Linked DNA regions of Arachis hypogaea: region 2 is linked to region 1. The links are chromatin contacts, called in public Hi-C maps. All regions are on one chromosome and are shown on one strand. The core of a region is the stretch at or near the end of the contact, and the rest is flanking DNA. Distances in the headings are between cores, read along the strand shown. Region 1 holds the start of LOC112751605 (large ribosomal subunit protein uL30y). Region 2 has its middle 17 kb from the start of LOC112751611.

The links. A called contact is a pair of places that touch in the nucleus more often than the background predicts.
Region 2: a Hi-C map of an unstated tissue shows a contact between it and region 1, with 5 times the contacts expected there. The contact joins the enhancer-like site here to the promoter of LOC112751605 in region 1. A contact is called at or near these places in 3 of 8 Hi-C or Micro-C datasets (leaf and an unstated tissue).

The regions. Positions count from the first base shown.
Region 1 is chr15:155,515,851-155,519,065 of arahy.Tifrunner.gnm2.J5K5, reverse strand. LOC112751605 (large ribosomal subunit protein uL30y) reads left to right here and starts at 1,520. Exons shown (of 8, transcript XM_025800802.3): 1 at 1,520-1,560; 2 at 1,681-2,131. It overlaps LOC112751606, which reads left to right. Exons shown (of 4, transcript XM_025800803.3): 4 at 1,280-1,559. The coding sequence ends at 1,351.
Region 2 is chr15:155,614,891-155,618,206 of arahy.Tifrunner.gnm2.J5K5, reverse strand. No RefSeq gene overlaps it. Among protein-coding and RNA genes, the nearest start is that of LOC112751611, 17 kb to the left of the region's middle. Within about 2 kb of position 1,751, at least 2 of the 3 cell types and tissues checked have open chromatin away from gene starts, as enhancers often do.

The DNA of each region.
Region 1 (3,215 bases), core at 271-2,770:
CCTTGTTATTGTTTAACTTCAGGTGTGAACTTCAACTTATCTGTTGTTAACAACCATGGGGACTGGGGGGTTTAATTCCTTTTTACAAAATTAAGAGTGAAGAAGCTATCTTTGTTTCCTTTTTCATTTTCCTTTGGGGTGTATAATTGGCAAATCATTAGTTAACCTTAATTGATCCTAGGACCTTTATCACCAAGGGTTATGGTGTAGTAGTAGAGGCACTCTACGGCAATGGGGAAAATCTAGGTTCTACTTGTGGAGAGAATGCTTGATTGTGCTCGAAAAGGATTAGTTCCCTTCTTTCCCTTGGGGGAAAAAACCACCTTGGACTGATGGCTAACAATCTCTGCTGCTTGAGCTCAACGAGGTAGTGGTTAGAAATAGAACCCAACGTGAGTTTGCTCATCTAGTTTACTTAATGCTCAAACTTCACTATAACTCGGGTTAGATTCCTTGATTATTTTGTTAGCAACTCACTTGTAAATATATTTTTTATGAGCATCTAATGAGTTGTGGGGGCATTCCATGAAATTGAAGTGGCGCAAACTTTCTCCAAACCAAAATTTAAGTGCATCATAATGAGAAATCCCATTTTAATTATAATGATAGAGAATTTGTGCTCATTTTTAAGGTAAATTCTTTGAATTTCTAGTAGCGTAGTTGTCCATGATTTCATCCTGGTTGGTAAGAGAGACTTAACACTTTGTTTACAGGAAATAGCCAATGGTGTGCTGGGTCATGAACCCCATTAATCTCCTCAGTGTCTCTTTAGTAACTTGAATACATAATGTTATGGAAAGCTGTTGAACAAAATGATATTTTGTATTCTACTTTCAAGCTTATCTCTTATAGCTTATAACTGGAGTTAGAATTTAGATCTGGTATTGGTTCTGAATCTTGTTGCCTAGCATATGCATGGCACTATCTTGATTTGTGATTTGTTCTGGAGCTGCCATCAACAATATGATATGCAATAAGGAAAAGCGGAAAACCTAATCCTTATAAATAAACAGGGTGATTGACGTGAAATTCCTGGAGTGATATCCAATTAAGTCAGAAGCAATCTGTATAAAGAGTATCCACACTCACTTATTCTTAATGTTTTACATACTTATCAAACATTTTAAAAGAAAACGAGTGATTGTAAATGCTCATGGAACACACATCAGAGGTGTTGCATCATGCGTGCGCTGTATTATGTTTGTATTTTTGTATGAATGCTTCAACTTCATAAACTTTATGAATATAATTTTAACTCCAAACCTTAATGTTATGGCAGGTTGAGGCCGATACTGAACCAGCTCAAGTAGAACCTATTAAACCTGCAAGTGTAGATGTCAAGCAGGATTAACGTCCATTGTTATCAGTATCAACAATATGTGGTTGCAATGCTCCCAACTTTCACCAACTAGGAAAAGATCAAAATGACATCAAATACAATGCTATCTGTATAATTTAACATGATGCATGAGAACTGACTAGAAATGTTCAATATGTTATTCTGTAATTTACAGGAGAATATGCTTAAAGTTAGTCATCACCACGACTTCATTTCCCAAGGTTATTATGTTTCATAACGTAAATCATTTTGGTCTACATTCTGTAAGTGATAGATAAAAATAGAAAAAAGAATGCTATATTATATAGATAATAACGTGCCTTGATCGATCATTTTAATAGAACGTATGGATGTCAAAACGGGTTGAACCTGTCAAAAATGGGAGTGGGCTGCTATCTTATTTTTTTAAGGGTATTTTTGTAAATTTACATATCATATAAATAAAAATATTTCACTTTTCCTTCCCACAACCACAAACAACAGCCGGCCCTAATTTCCCTTCCCTGACCTTGAGAGTTGAGACTGAGAGACCCTGACCCTCGACTTCCTTCAGCCTTCAGGCAGCAGCTCATCATCGTCGGTCTCCCAGTCGCCGGTCCCTGTCTCATCACGATTTTCGCCAGTCTTCACCGAATCGCACCCCCGACGGCGCTGTTTGGTCTTGCCTCTACTCTATCCTCTGCTCATCTCTCCTCCTTTGCCTCTCGGGCCTCGACGGTTCTGTGTCCGGCGGATTCCCGGCGCGCTCCTCTCTCTTCCTCTGCTCCTTGGCGGCTGTGTTTCAGACTTTCAGTAAGTGAAGATTTTTATTTTTTATTTTTTGAAATAAGGAACTGTGATTACAGTTTACCTATTCTTTGTTTTTGTTATGGCTCTATCATATAATCATATATTCTTGTGTTTGTGGCTATGGACAGCTTGTTTCATGCTTTTGAAATTTTTTTGTGAATTTGTTTATGAAATTTGTTTTACTGGACAGCTTCTTTCATGCTTTTGTGGACAGCTTCTTTTTCCTATTTTTAAAATGCTAACTAACTTCTAATTTATGAATGAAGTCAAACATCGATACTAGTTTGGTGGCTTGGTAGCTTGATTGAATATGCTATTGACTGTTTATTCTTAACTTCTTATTTATGCTGATATGCATTCTTTGATTTGCATTCTGTTTTAATTCTTTGATATGCATTCTATCATAAGGAAATCAGTTGTGGTTGATCGCATTAATGAAATTTTTTTAAAGGGAATGAGAAAAATTAAGTGTTAGGCCTCCCCCCTACTATCAGTGTGGATTTTTGATCTATTTCTGAAAAAAAAAAGATCGATCTTTTTTTTTTCCCAACTACATTCCACAATCGAAAGTCGTTTTTGCCAGACCGAAAAAAAAAAGAGTTTTTTGGAATTGAAAACAAACAATCTCTATTAAAAGTGTTTCAACATTACTAAGTCAAGCAAAGCTTAACACACTTCATAAACAAATATAATTTCTTTGTTTAATTCTCTAATCAGGCAACCCAATACAAAGATAAATTTTCATAGGCTGTGAAGAAACCCTCAACTGTTTTGCTGTCATTCTTTGTTATTTTTATCTCCGTTATAACAACTTTATTGAGAGACCGAACTAAAAATAGCATTAGCAAGGAGCAACACTCACACTCAGGATCTAACTTTCAAGCACTCAGAGAAAGTTTTTTTATTTTTTTGTTTTTAGTTATTATAAAATATCAAATTGGGCCACTGATTTAATATTTTCTCCTCAATAGTGGGCTTTATCCAAAACGCTAAAGCCCAAACAAATTAAAATAAGTTGGGACCCTGAATGGTAAATAAACGAAAGAGAAGGCTAAGCTGAAGTGAGCACTACAAAAACCCTAGCTCC
Region 2 (3,316 bases), core at 502-3,001, 99 kb before region 1:
TCAGGAGCGTACAAGCTCAATTTTGATGCATCTTGTTCCAGCGATAAGGAGAGGGGAGCAGGAGCAGTAATTAGAGATGGAGAGGAAGTTATTATGGTAGCTGGCATATGAAAGCTCTCAACTGATTTATCAATTGCTGAAGCAGAGGCAACCGCGTGTCTTCTTGGCCTAAATATGGCGTTACATGGGTATTTTTTTTTATATAATCATAAAGGGTGATAATATGAATATTATTAGGGGCCTTAGGAATGCTCAGTCTTACAAGAATAGTCTGGGCTTAATTCTCTCAAACTGCAATCATTTTTTGAATAGGTTTAGAACTTTTCAGATTTTTTATGTAAAGAGAAATGGAAACCTTGTTGCACATAATTTAGCAAAACTGGCCCTATCCAATTTAGATACTATATGAGTGGAGAAAGCTCTTCTTGAAATTTGTAATCTGGCCTATTTGGACTTGCTAGGCCCGCTTTAATATAATACTATCTTCTTCAAAAAAAGAAGGGTGTATTAAATGTGTCCATAAACTTGAATCACCAAGAAAGTCTCTCAAAACATATTTTATGGTTTCTGGACATCCATTGCATCTGTGGCAGTAGGGGAAGACACCAAAAAAATGTGCACGATGTTCTGAGGTTAGGAGTCTCTTGTGTAAGGCCAGCCAGTTAAATATTTTTATTCTGAGGCTGTAAATTCTGAAAAATTAATAAATAATTAGTCAATAAATTAATTATTATTCAAAAAATTAGAAAATTAAATTTTATAGTTTAGAAAAGTAGAAATATTAAAAATACGAATTTTGACACTAATATTAAAGATACTTTGAGTGTTCGGAGCTCTATTTGGGGGACTACAATGAAAAAATCGGAATCTTAAGAATTACATTGAATATTTGCGCTAATCTCAAGGACAACTATGGGTATTTACTCCAATTTCACTACAATCAAACCTAAGGTCCATTTACATATAAACATTAAGTAATTATACTTTTTTTATAAAATTTTTCTTTGTTTGTATTTTTTAGCCATTTTAATACATGTACCAATATATAAATTAAATACTATTAGAATTTAAAAGCTTTTAACAGATTAATAAAAAAAATAGTTAAATAAGTATGTAAATAATTAAAAATATGCCAACTTTTAAATATACTTAATAATTAGAATATGAGCAATGCTGTATAGTCGTTAGCAAATATTATTATTTTTTGTCAATAATAATTTACATTTATATTTATAAATATTTTACATATAGAAGCATATAATTTGTATCTATATTTAATTATTTATTAAAATTTTACACACATAAACTAATATAATTTGTATCCATATATTTTTTTAAATTTGTCCATATAAATTAATAAATTTTTTTTAAAAATAATTTAATATTTGTACTGATTAAATAATAACCAAAACTACTAAAAATTGTTAACTCCAAAAATTTCTCTTTCTTTTTCATTTTTGAATTATACAAGAAAAAAGCTCTCTTTCATATATAATATATAAAAGTAGTTACCAAATTTCTCCATCAATTAAAAAGTGCATATGCTTTAACTTTTTTTAAAAATAATTATATCAATTAAAATTAAATTTATATTTTAGCTAATTAATATCTTTTTTGTCTTAGCTAATTAATATTATTATTGATATTAAAACTCTTTCTTTATTTTTCTTGCAGGATCTGTTAAGAAAAAGAAAAAAACCAATCTAAGAAGTCAAGGACCAACCCATATATAGAGAGGGTCCAACATGGATAACTTCCCCGTTTTTGTACCTAACTAAGCCCTCAACTTAGTAGACCACCACAACTTGTCTAGCTACTTTTCCAATATAAAGACAAAATTATACTATAACCAAAAAAAAAAAAAACAAAATTATACACGTACTGAAAAAGAGAAATGTTATAAAAGTATCTGTAAAGTGTAAACGTAAATCTGTACCATATAACAAACCTTTTTTAATATATCTCTAATTTTGTTCTTCCTAATTTATGTTAGACCCTATCTGCTAGTACACAGCATAAGGGAAATTAGTAATTATAAGGGAGACACATTCTGTAATGATTTTGTCGCTCAAATTAGGTAACGGAAATATATATTGCCAAATTATTCTTCCTCAATTGACAAAAAAAAAGATACCTCTTCAAAATGGAGATTTAGTCAGTATATGAATTTCCATACTAGACATATAATTAAAATAACTTTTGTATGTAAAACTTAGGTAAGAAAGATAGTTCCAAGCCTCCAACACAACGTGAACGGAACTCCCTTCTGTTCTTTTTTTTTTTATCCCCTTTACTTTATTTATTTCCTTACTTTAATTGAATAACTGGGAAGAGTTTTCAAGAACGATCATCATTTAATACAGTTATAATAATCTTTTCCATCAAAAAATAGAAAAAAAAGTTTCGCTCCATAAATGCAGCAAGCCAGTCATCTACCCCTCCTCTCTCCTGCAATGATTGGTAAAGTAGAGGCTGAGTCCGCAGTTAGTTACACGTGAGAGTTCGGTTAGTTACTCTGTGCTATTTAACTATTTAAGCAATGCAGTTCAAGCAGTTGTTGAACGAATACAATTACAATCTGAAGCTCACACTCTCAAATCCTCTCTTCTCTCACCTCTTCTCAAATCCCTCTTTCCCTCGTCCTCTCCAAATGAGGCCTGGTACCTTTCACTGAAAACCGAAAATGAATCTCTATAAATCTGTACAAAAATAATTGACCATTTCATTCGCTTACAGTTATACCATCAACCCACAACCCACTCAAGTTCTAGTTCTTGTTTTTGTTCATCACATCATTCTATTCCTCTCAATCAGTGATCCAACCCAGTCTAAAATCAAGTAAATAATCTCTTTATTATTACTTAATATTTTTATTTTGCTACAAACATATATGATTTTATATACAAAAATGTTTCACATATGTATGATCAAGTTCGTTCTAAATTGAAGTCCTCTGGTTTTGGTGCCCACATGTTTTTCTCTTTGCCATTGGTTTTCCTTAGCTATGTACACACTACAAAATAATTGCAAAATTATAATAGCATCTTTGAATATGGCAACCAAGATCAGATATAGTTGTGTTTAGTTTGAGAATTTACTGTGTTTGTATATAAAGGATGTTAGTTCGCTGGGTTCCACCATCTGAAGGGGCTATCAAACTCAACGTGGATGGAAGTTCAAGGGGAAATCCAGGAAGAGCCGGATGTGGTGGCTTACTTAGAGATCAAGATGGCAACTGCATTACCGGATTCGTCAGTCATATTGGTTTCGCCGGCAGCGTTGCAGCGGAACTAGTAGCTATTCGCCATGGTTTGTG